Regions from separate parts of the Mus musculus genome. Here region 2 is linked to region 1. The links are chromatin contacts, called in public HiChIP or PLAC-seq maps. All regions are on one chromosome and are shown on one strand. Each heading gives the region's core, a stretch centred on a gene start, on an enhancer-like site or on the middle of the called end of the contact. The rest is flanking DNA. Distances are from core to core; before and after follow the strand shown. Region 1 holds the start of Camta2 (calmodulin binding transcription activator 2). Region 2 overlaps Scimp (SLP adaptor and CSK interacting membrane protein).

What was found. HiChIP or PLAC-seq counts read pairs in DNA pulled down with a chosen protein or histone mark.
Region 2: a contact with region 1 is called in a BATF HiChIP or PLAC-seq map of CD8 T cells, with 5 read pairs. The contact joins the enhancer-like site here to the promoter of Camta2 in region 1. A contact is called at or near these places in 4 of 39 promoter capture datasets (the C10 cell line, the HPC-7 cell line, hematopoietic stem and progenitor cells and 1 more), 1 of 15 datasets of contacts at CTCF or cohesin (CD8 T cells), 3 of 484 Hi-C or Micro-C datasets (B cells, CD4 T cells and transition II germ cells), 3 of 115 datasets of contacts at active chromatin or transcription factors (CD8 T cells, bone marrow-derived macrophages and embryonic stem cells) and 4 of 9 other capture datasets (adipose tissue, bone marrow-derived macrophages, liver and 1 more).

Annotation. Positions count from the first base shown.
Region 1 is chr11:70,685,107-70,690,968 of GRCm38.p6, reverse strand. Camta2 (calmodulin binding transcription activator 2) reads left to right here and starts at 2,864. Exons shown (of 23, transcript NM_001190376.1): 1 at 2,864-3,083; 2 at 4,528-4,622; 3 at 4,803-4,906. The coding sequence starts at 4,592. Inca1 (inhibitor of CDK, cyclin A1 interacting protein 1) reads left to right here. Exons shown (of 7, transcript NM_001252484.1): 3 at 417-530; 4 at 747-786; 5 at 1,030-1,223; 6 at 1,825-1,984; 7 at 2,220-2,608. The coding sequence ends at 2,363.
Region 2 is chr11:70,788,504-70,794,365 of GRCm38.p6, reverse strand. Scimp (SLP adaptor and CSK interacting membrane protein) reads left to right here. Exons shown (of 5, transcript NM_001045526.2): 4 at 518-591; 5 at 2,728-3,434. The coding sequence ends at 2,930. Among named protein-coding and RNA genes, the nearest start is that of Scimp, 21 kb to the left of the region's middle. Within about 2 kb of position 2,440, at least 54 of the 459 cell types and tissues checked have an H3K27ac peak or open chromatin away from gene starts, as enhancers often do. A contact at or near this core is called in B cells, CD8 T cells, adipose tissue and 1 more, where this site is marked.

The sequences.
Region 1 (5,862 bases), core at 1,615-4,114:
ACCTCTTCTGGGCTGTCTGAAGACAGCTACAGTGTACTTACATATAATAAATAAATAAATCTTTAAAAAAAAAAAAAAAAAGAAAAGACATGGCTTGCAAGCACGTGGACAGCTGTATGGTCCCATGAAAAGAACCCCCTGAATCCAGTGGTGAGTAGATTCTCTAAGGCAGTGGTTCTCAATCTCCCTAATGCTGCAACCCCTTTATACAGCTCCTCGTTTGTGGTGAGCCCCAACCATAAAATTATTTTCATTGGTACTTCATTACTGTATATTTGCTACTGTTATTATCTATGGTCTTAAGAGACTCCTGTGAAAGAGCCATTGATGCCCCACCAAAAGGATAGAGACCTACAGGTTGAGAGCCACTGCTTTAAGGGATGATGCAGGCAAGAGTCTACCTTGTTCTCTCTCAGGTGTTCCAGAGTGGTCAGCCGATTTTCACCCTGCAGCCTGCCTCCCCAGAATCGCAGACCAATGCCTCAGCCGTATGGAGATGCCTTCTGGGAGAATCTTAGCCAAAGGTCTAGGTGAGTAGGAAAAACCAGGAACTGGAGGTGGAAAGTCGAGGCTATGCAGTTTTTAACGATCATAAATCCTTACAGCAGCGAGCCCTCATTTGGAAGTCATTTCACACTACTTGGTGCAAATTGTAGCTCCAACAGGTCGTTAGGAGAGTTTATAAGAGAAATGATATTTATCAGAGTGTCCTTTCTGACTCCAGCTCCTGTTTTTGTTCTTCTCAGCTCCAATTGGATGGTAGAACAGTACATTCCACCAATTCTGGTAGGACAAACTGCTTCTCAGCCTTCTGTTAAAATTATACCCACTGCCTTCCTATCCTTATTACCATTTCTCTCTGGTATTTCCCAACCAGTATACTAACCAGGCCCTGTTTTTATTGTAAATCAAGTATCCTGTTTTCTAGATCATACCTAAGCTTCCAAAAAACCCCAGATTCTCCAGCCCAAGTTTCCCTGAAACTGACATCTATCTATATTTAGCAACTATTCTTCCTTCTTGACACAGAGGGCCACTGATTGCTCCCGGCCTAGCCTGCACCCTCTTGAGGGGCTCCCTCCTCCTGAGAAGCTTTGGAGAAGAAAGAGAAAGAAGCTGCATTTGGAAAGAATGCAGAAGGGACCTGGAAGCATTCCAGCCCGAGTTAGAGCAGTTACTTATCATCTGGAGGACCTGAGAAGGCGCCAGGGAATCATCAATGAGTAAGGAGGCGTGGCATGGGCCTCTGCAAGCCAAGCAGGGATTAGAGAGAGGCAGCATAGTTAAGAGCTTTAAGAGAATTCATTGGCACTTACAAAGGAACCATGTCCTTGGTGTAACTGAAATATAATTTCTTTATTTTTTTGCATTTAATTATGTATATACTTATATAGTGCATGCCACAACATGTGTGTGGAGGTCAGAGGACAATTTATGGGAACTGGCTCTCTCCTTCCATCATTTGGGTCCTGACTTAGGTCATCAGGCTTGGTGGCCAATACCTTTACCTGCTAAGTCACCTTGCTGACTCTCAAACATGATTTCTATAGTATGGAAAGAAGCAATTGAGGGATGGAAGTCATATAAGCTGGAAGGCGTGACATGGCCCATGATTACAAGAAAGCACATCGTTAATTGGGGGTCACTGTTTGGCCCCTGGATCAAAAATTCTTGTCTGTGAAGAACAAAAAGTTGGGGTGAATTGAAGGTCAGTGGTAGCACCTGTGATTCTCAGCAAGAAGTGCTTCAGGCCAGGGGTGAGGGATGAAGAGACTGGAAGACTGACCTCCAGGCACTAGTCTCCTCCATCTAATGTCTCCACAGACTGAAGAGGGCCCAGTGGGGCAGCTCTGATGCTACACCTGAACTTCCAGCACTTGAAGAGGGCTTTGAACTCCTAAGCACTACAAAATACTTTGACGTGGAAGAAGAGAGGGCAACCTATCCACAGAAAGAGACTTATTCTGTCACTCCCAGAGATCAGGTAAAACTGGAGAGGAACACAGTAAGGTTAGGGAGGAAGTCAATTCATAATCAAATGGGGATGTGGCAGAAGCCAAGAGCCAGGTAGGATAGCTGGTTTAAGGACGAAAAGTGGTCAAGAAACTGAGCTTTTGAGGGTATGTGCCTGAATTTGGCAATTAAGAAATCTGGAGAGAGTCCTGTTTTTCCATTCTTGCTTTTCTTATCCCCTTGCTCTCAATTGCTCTCACCTACAGCTGCTTTGGACTCCCTGGACTCCTGTAGGCCAGCAGGGGACTTATGCCTCTGGGCAGCTAAGCTCTTTGACCTACAGCACTGCTACAGCCAGAAAGAACCCCGTTTACGATCCCCAGGCGATGGAGTTGGAGTCTGAGGAGTAGTGGGAAATCATCCAGGCCCAAGCTACGGGACCCAAGATCAATTCAAACATCAGGACTCCCTAGTGCTGGCTTCAGAGCGGATGTTTTCTATCTCTGTTGTCTCCATCCCATAGCGTAGGCATTCACAGCCCACTTGAGTTCCTATCTAACTGCCCAGTACACTCGCAGCCGGGTTTTTCTCTAGGCCAGAACCTGGTCTTGTGTTCTCTCTGTTCTGTTATTAAAGAGCACCAAATAGTCTTGTTTCTGTGCGAGGTAGTGATGGAAGGGGAATGAAAAGGCGGACTCCGTTGATTTTTTTGAGGATTCAGGACAATGAAGTTAGGCTAGGTCCCTAAATTTGCCGAGTCTCGCCCGAGGCCAGAAGAATTCTGCATTCTCAAGCACTCTCCTTTGCCTCCAGGGCTCTGGCCCTGGACCTCTGCCCACGCCCCATCCTCCTGCGCCCACAAGTCACGTCAATCGGCCGAGCTTCCGCCTCCGGATCCCGGTTCTCCTCAGCGCTATTGCCTCTTTAGGGACGGTCCAGCAGCGCGTCTCGTAGACTGGCCCAGAGTCCCAAGTGTGCTGACCCCAGGTTCCCTTCCCGACCCCCGTTCCCTTAATTGGGAGGCCCCGCCCCGTGCGCACTGACGTCGAACGCCGCTGTCAGCCGGCGCTAGGGGGGGTCGGTTTGGGGTAGAATGGCCGCTGCCGCCGTCACCCGCGGGACCCCGGGAGGTAAGAGCCAGGGCCTCTAGCCCGCCTCTCCGCCCCCGCGCCAGGGGGCGCAGCTCCACGCGGCCCGGGTGTGGAGCGCGGCGCTGGGGACCACCGTCCCTCCACCCCGTTTGCCCCCACCTCACCGCTTCCGTCCTCTTTCCCCGCGCCAGGGGGCGCCGCTAGGCGCAGGGCCCCTTCACGGATCAGAGAGTGCGGGGAGAGTCCCCAGACCCCCTCCCCGGTCTCCCGCACTGCCCCTTGCTGCCAGGTGTTCATGAACTCTGCTCAGCTGCTTCTCCAGAACATCCGGGTTTGCGGGCGGGACCCCCTCCCACCTCCGGGGTTCTCCCAGGACCCCTGCCCCCTTTGGGGAGAGCATCCCACCCCCGGCGACAGTCTTAGACCACCGCTCTCAGGCCCGCAGTCTCATCCGGCTCCAGCTCTGCACCCTGGCAAACTGCCTAGCCAGAGCTGCGCACCTGCACCCTGGGGTGGACTTTTTATCCCAACCCTAGCCTCTCTGCACACCTCCGATCCGATCCTGAATGGGCTTCCACCCCCTCTCCATCCCCGGACACCTGGCAGAACCCGCGCAGAGAGCCTCCTCCAGCTCCCATCTGTTCCTCAAGAGGGCGGAGGCTCAGGCTGGAGCCAGAGCAGTAGAGGGGATATGGTAGGCTGGGAGCCAGAGAAGAAGCAGAGGTTGGGGAAATAGGAGTGTTAGGGTGAAGTAGAATTCTAGCTGCAAAGAGGAAGCCGGCATGTCCCACCCGGAAGCTTACTCCAACATGTCTATTCCAAATTCTCCCAGCCCCTGACCAACCTGAGAGAGAGCACATGAGGTCAGTTATCAGCTCTACCCTTCCTCTTAGAAAAAGTCAGAGAGAGAAGGAAATTGGGGTGTGTCTTCAAAGGCCCAGCTTGTTACCGGACTTGGACTTAGATCTGCTTTCCTTCAGCATCCAGGTTTTCTTGCCAAGCCATCCTCCTCCTAGGACCAGAGCCCCAGCTCTCACAACTTGCCTACCCTTCCCTCTAGCCTTGCTCTCCCTTCCTAAACGTACCCTGAGTTCTTTTTTCTGTTTGATTTTTCCGTGGAGAAATAGATCTACTAACTGACCTCACCTACTCTCTCTCAGGTCGGTCAGGGCCTGTGAGAATCTAGGTTAGACATGCAGGATCCAGCTTCCTGCCCTAGGGAATGCTCCAGCACTGTGAGCATCCCCCACTCATCCCTTTCTTCTGAGCACCCTGTTCTGTCTTGTCTCCCCACTCATGTTGGTTCCTGGTACTATGTTCTTTCATCTCTGTTCTCTGGTTCTGCTGTCACATTCTAGTTCCACATTTTCTTCATCTTTCCCAGATGTCAGCACTGAGTTCTAAACCCCTTTTATCACACCAAGCTCCTCATCTTGGGTTAATGTGGGGGCTTCTTCCATGACCTTATTCTCTCCTTTTCCAGCACAGACTCCCCCTCCCCCCGGCCCCTCAGGCCGGGGGTGACCTGGCCCCCTGGAACCTTCACCATGAATACCAAGGACACCACTGAGGTTGCTGGTAAGTTCACAAAATGGGTTCTCAGTTTGGACACAGCCTTTTTTTGCTACTCTCTGGCCCTCTGAGTCTTTGCTCCCCTTGTCTCTTGTCCTGGTTACAGTTTCCCCAGGGTTCTGGATTATATTTGGCTCTCTTCCTCTGTTTTGCCTCTAACAAGGCTCTTCCTCCGGTCCCCTCTAGAGAATAGCCACCACCTGAAGATCTTCCTCCCCAAGAAATTGCTGGAGTGTCTTCCTCGATGCCCACTGTTGCCTCCAGAGCGGCTCCGATGGAATACAAATGAGGTTTTCTAGGGAGCTTGGGGGATTGGGACCCAGCAAACCCTGGTGGAATGGAGGAGGTGGAGTGCTATGTCTGTGGACACTGGTTGCTGAGCACTAGTCTAGGCCTTTCGGAGATTATAGAATCACAAAGTCTTGGACCTTATGGGAGTCCATTTCTCTTCGGTATAATCCATCCATACAAAACAACAGCGTAATATTTCTTCATATTGAGTACCATGCTGTGTATCTGACCTGTATTAGCTCATGTCACTCTAGATGTTAATGAAGAGAAAGTGATTAGTTTTGTTTCTATGTGTTAAATGCTTGGTTTTGGATAGGGTATCATGTAGTCCAGGCTAGTCACACACTTGCTACATAGCCAAGGATGACCTTAAATATCCAGTCCTCCTGCCTCTACCGCTTGAGTGCTTGGATTCTAAATGTGTGCCACAAAACGTAGTTAATGAAGTGCTGGGGCATGAAGCCAAGGCCTTGTGCATGCTAGGCAAGCCCTCTGCTGACTGGGCTACTCCCTTGCCCTGGCTTTGAACTCTCAACCCTCCCGCTTCCATGTCCCTGCTCAGGTACATATGATGGTGAAGACCAGAGAGGTCTATGTCAGATATCTTCCTCAGTCATTCTGCCTTATTTTTTGAGACAGGGTCTTTAAATGAACTTGGTGCTCACTGCTTTGCTGGACTCATTGGCCGGCCAGCCCCAGGATCATCTTGTCTGTTTTTCCCCAGCACTAAGATTGCAGGCTCCAGGCATGAGCAGCTGTGCTGAGCTTTTTATGTGGGGTGTGAGGATCTGAATTTATGTCCACACTTATACAGCAAGTGCTTTACTGACGGAGTCACTTCCGCAGCCCTAAGTTGTCCTTTTGGAGACAAGGGCTCATGTGGCCTGGAGCTCCTGACCCTCCTGCCAATGCTGGGATTACAGGTGTATACCCACATGCCCGTCTCAGACTCCCT
Region 2 (5,862 bases), core at 1,191-3,690, 100 kb before region 1:
TAGCATCTGTAACATGTTGTGAACAGCCCTGCTTCAAATAGCTGGACACATCTGTGGTGAATCCACAGTGGTGTTGCTGGTCACCGTGTTGATACTTAGCATCCAGGGGGTGCTAATTGAAATCCACCTGATCCAGCACGCGTTCCCACATGAGGCTGTGCTCTGTGCTCTAATGACAATCCCTGCCCGTTGTGCACGTGGGCTGGAGGAAATGGTTTCTTTAGGGTGACAGAAATGAAATGCAGAATCTAGAAAGGTATAAAAATGCTTCCAACGTGAGGAATCTAGATTTGAACCTTCAACCGGTTTACTTGCCTTGCTCTCTTATAAAGCAGCCAGCAGTGGGCTTGATCCAGACCAACCACTGACTCTCTCTCTTTCTCGTGTCTGGGTGTCTGTCTGTCTCTGTCTCCCTCCCCCCTCTGTCTCTTCTTCTGTGTCTCTGCATCTGTGTCTGCCTCTCTGTCTCTCTATCTGTGTGTGTGTCCCTCTCTCATCTCATTCTCTCCCTCCCTAGGAATGTTCTTAATTCTTCACCAGGCCAGTTACCTGCTCTGCCACCCAGGGGTTCACCTTTTCCAGGAGACCTAGGTAAGTACAGTTGACTGATAACAGTATCATTCTGGGTGGGATAAAGAATGTATGGATGTATCCCTTTTAGCTTACTAACACAATTCTATAGGCTAGATGGCTTAAGCATTTCGAAAATGACTTCCCCCACAGTTGCTGAGGCTGGGAGTCTGAGATAAAGGTGTTGGCTGGTTGGGTATATGGAGAGGGCTCCTCCTGACTTGCAGATGGTGGCTGTCTTAAAACAAAACAAAACAAAAAAACAACAACAACAACAAAAACTTTGTGTGTGTGTTTGTGCGTGCGCATGCACACACGCGTGCGTGTGCACCCCATAACAACACATATGAACATAGTAGATAGATAGATGTTTGACAGATTGATAGATAGATAATTAACCTACAGATAGATGGATAGATAGATAGATAGATAGATAGAGATAGATGATAGATAGATAGATAGATAGATAGATAGATAGATAGATAGATAGATAGATAGCTATGGGTTCTGGGAATCAAACTTGGGTCCTCATACTTGTGAGGTAAGTACTTTGCAGACTTTGTCTCCCCTCCCCCCTTCTTGAGATAGAGTTTCATGTAGCCCAGGTTGGCCTTAAGCTCCCTTAGCAGCCAAGGGTTATCTTGAACTCCTTCATCCTCCTCCCTTCATTTCCCAAGTGCTGTGATTGGAGGTGAGGACCCCCAGGCCTGAATGGTCCTTGGTTCCTGTGACTGGCCCCTGTTAGGCACGATCTCATGTAAACCCTCAGAGCTCTGTGAAACCGATGATTGCCCTTGCTCGCTCCTCTGACAGCTGACAACACCGAGGCCCAGGGACATTAAATGATTTACCCATGATCCAAGTTACCAAGTTAATTCGTTAACTAACTACTGGAATCCAAACATGAGCTCATTTTTACAGAAAATGAAATGGCAGGGGCTTTCCAATTTTCTTAGAGAAATATAAGATCACTGTGGAGGCAAATCTGATTCTCATTATAGGAATAGCTAAGCTACACATCACTGTATTAGTCCATTTTCTGTTACCATGACAAAATACTTGAGGCTGGGTAGTTTATTTTTTTTTAAAGAGTCTTACTTAGCTTGCAGTTTTGGTGGCTGAGTATCCAAACAGCATGGCACTGGAAAGCTACATCATGTGATAACTATGACATCATGGTAGAGCCCATGAGACAGCAGGAAATCACATCTTAGGGCTGGGTGGCAGATCAAAGGGAGGACCTAAACTGCTTCTAACCAGGCTCCATCTCTTAAAGGTCCCTCCACATTTTACCCATCTTTTAGTCTTGTGTTTGTATGTGTTTGAGTGTCTGCCTGCATTTGTAGCATGAGTACACACATGTCCCGAGTCCAGAAGAGAGAGCTAGATCCCCTGGAACTGGAGTTAGAGGTGATTACGAACTGCCTGACATGGTTGCTGGGAATTGAACTCAGGTCCTCTGCAGAGCAGTAGGAGCTCTTAACCATCGCCCCCTTTCCACACATAATGTGACCATGAACCTCAGGAGAATCGCTCTTAAGTCACAGACAAAAAGCAGCAACCACTCTAGTTCCTGCTATAGACCATTCTGCACTGAGTCTATCTTTGAACACTACACACACATTACACACACACACACACACACACACACACACACACACACACACACACAGAGAGAGAGAGAGAGAGAGAGAGAGAGAGAGAGAGAGAGAGAGAGAGGTTTCCTTCCTTCTTAGCAGGCAGATTTGCGTGTAAGCAATGCCAAACAGTCCTGGAAGCAGCCTACGGTTCGGTTCGGTACAGCAGAGGTAGGGATGCACCAACAAGCCCTTCAGATCCTTGTGATCAGGCATCTGTGGGCATAAGTGTGGTCACCTAGCAACTGGCTGTGGTCTGCTTCCTGAGTGTCTGCATCATGGTTCCCTTGAAGTGGGGTCTTAGAACAGAGATGTGAGAGTCAAGAGATCTGCCCAACATTTCTCATCCATGCACTTGGGTGATCCTGAGACATGTGTCATGTCTGTGACTGGTTTTCCTCTGTGAAATGGGGAACTGGCCACCCAGGAAGTGGGAAGATCTGTAATATGCTCAAAGCTCAGTCAAAAATACATCAGTACCGAGTAGCCTTGTGTATAGCGACCTTTTTCTGTGCTTTAGCCCCACAGGAAGCTCCAAGACAACCCTCAGCTTGGTACTCATCAGTGAAGAAAGTTAGGAACAAGAAGGTCTTTGCTATCTCGGGCTCCACCGAGCCAGAAAATGATTATGATGATGTTGAGATTCCAGCAACCACCGAAACCCAGCACTCTAAAACCACACCTTTTTGGCAAGCTGAAGTGGGTTTACACAGCTCGTTTTAGAATACTCTAGAATAGCCGGATTATAACACAAGCACTTCCTAATCCCCAGAGGAAGCCACCTCAGCCATGTGAAAGCTACAGCAGAAGACAGGACAGCTTGATGTTCCCGAGGCTCCAGATGTTTCTGTTGCTCCAGATGTTTCTGCTGCTCCAGATGTTTCTGTTGCTCCAAATATTTCTGCTGCTCCAGATGTTTCTGTTGCTCCAGATGTTTCTGTTGCTCCAGATGCTCCTGTTGCTCCAGATGCTCCTGATGTTTCTGACACTGCAGAAGCTCTACCCCAAGATTCTGAGGATGTGGCCTTGGCACCTTTGTGGAGGAAGTTTCCTTAGTGCAGACCACTGGGCCTGTGAGAACTGACTCATTTCTCAACATTTTCTTTCGTTCCCTGGGTGAATGTAGCTGTAAGGCAGTGACTCTCAACCTTCCTAATGCAGGGATCCTTCAATACAATTCCTTATTTGTGGTGATCCTCAACCATAAAATTATTTTGTTGCTACTTCATACTTGTAATTTTGCTACTGTTACGAATTGTAATGTAAATATCTGATATTCAGGGTATCTGATATTTGACCCCTAAGGGGGTTGAGACCCCTAAGCTGAGAGACTGCTAGGGATCATAGTCTTGGTGTTTGATTGTGTGGAGCCTCCCAGCTCTCAATCCCTATGTAGGCCACACCTTAAGGATGCCTGTCTCCCTTCTCTCAGGCCCCACCCACCCCTGAACCTCCTAGAAGCCATGACTTGTCTTTATAGCTGAGGGCTCTTGTGATGCGCAGACACTTTGAGTCTGTAAGGTGAGAAAGTGACGCTGCCCCACCCACTCACACCTCAACCCCCAGGATATTTATAGAATGTGGACCAAACCCATCAAAGAGTCAAGTTCTGACACAAGTTTATTTCCTGTGTTTTCAGACACCATTTCTAATGATCAACAGAGGACTCAAGTGGCCTTCTGACTTCTGCCCCCAGCTAGCTTTTCTTTGGCAGTGGGTATGTTGGCTGTGCCAGGAAGAGTAGATTGCCCCAGGAAGTGTCCAGCCAGCACCCTCCAGCAGGGTACTCAAGACGAGAGTTCAGAGCTTAATGCCCCTTCTGTAGCTTTCACTATCACATCTTTAGTGGTCATTCCTTACTTTTCCATCCTATCTTTCCTGGGGTGCTGTTGTTTCCTCTTTCCCTCTCAGCATTGCTGAGTGATGTTGCCAATACCACAGGGCTCAGCATCCCCTTTACCCTAGCAACTTCCCAACCACAGGCTCCAGTTCAACCCCTCTTTTCCAGTTCCAGGTTGCAGAGCCCGCAGGACACCTCCATCTGATTATCCCACGGGATCCTCAAATTCAACATATTCCATGGATAACTGATGACACATCCCCACCCCTGACTTCTCGTGCTAGATTACTTCCTCCCTTGCTAAGGGCAGAAGTTAGGTCCTTTCTTGCATCCTTTATTGCCAGTGTCCCCACCTCCTGTTGACTGTGCCTCAGTCAGATCAGCTCTGTCTCCATCACTCTGAGGTCAGTCAGCCCATGGCCAGCACTTCCCAAAGAGAACTTTAAGAACCTCTAACCAGTGTCCTGCCTCTGGTATTTCAGACTCCAAAACACTGATTGGCAGCTGGTGATTTTTGAAAGTGAGCAACCGAATACTTCTTCCCATTGCTAAAAGCTCATCTTTACCTATTAGCCTCAGACAGAGGCCAAACTCTTAAATATGGCTTACAAGATTTGTCAGGATTTTATTACTGGCTAACTTTTCACACACTACCTCCTCCTGGCAACCTCCATGTTCCCCAGTGTTTTTCCTCTACTTGTAAGTACCTTTGCTGTGGTCTCTCTTGTCCCTGCTATACGCAATATTCCTCCCCTCCTTTGCATCTTAGGCACTGTGCTTTCCTCACCGGCCCGATGTGGTGGTGGCCTTTGTAGGTGCTTCCCCTTCATAACTCTTATATCCGGAACGATCTGCTCATGTGACTTTCATTTCCAGTTGAACAAAGGCAACACCAGTGCAGAGACAGGCCTTCTCTTCTTCCTTGTTTTCCCTGTTCCTAGCATGCTGAGGATGGTCAGTAAGTATGCTCAATGATCGAATGAATGAATGGATGAATGAATGAATGAATTCCAGGCCCTAAACTTTCTGTTCTCCCTATACTGGGAGGCCCATGTGTTGATATGTGTTGTCCAGCTAGTGGTTCTATTTTGGGAGGGCCTAGAAACATTAAAAGGTGAGGTCTAACAGGAGGAAGTCGGTAGCCAGGGTGTGTCAAGGGCTGTGTCCTGCCCTGGGGGTTCTCTTGTCTGTTTCTCTCTTTCCTTCTGCTTCCTAGCTACCCTGTGCTGAAGAAACTTCTCCTATGCACTCAGACGGCCTCCGTGTTCTGCCTCACAACGGGCCCAGAAACACAAGCCAGGTAGCCATGAACTGAACTCACTGGAACCACAAGCTGAGATAGACCCTTTCTCAAGCTGTTCTCTCAAATGAGTCCGGGTTGCAGCCATGTGAATATGAGGCTCCTTAAGGGAGAGCTTCTATTTTCCCAGTGTCCATAATAAGCCCCCGCACACAGAAGGCACTTAATAAATATATTTTTGAATGCCAAACACACAGGGAAATATAACAACCAGTTTATTTGCCAGCAAAAAAGTAGAATAAAAGTTTTTGGACATTTATAAATTTGTTGTGAGTTGAGCTAGGCTCATGTACTAAGACTGTGCTTTCTACTGCCAATCTGTGTGACAACATTAACCATATCAAGACGTCATAGGACCTTAGTGTATATTCTAGTCACACAGCAGAGCCCAAGCCAAGTGACCAGCTACATAGTCACTGATTTAAAAGAGTCCAGAAATAAGAAGGTAGGGCCCATCCTGAGCTCACTCCCTGGATAACTATGGTAACCACAATAGTGCTGACATATCATTTTGA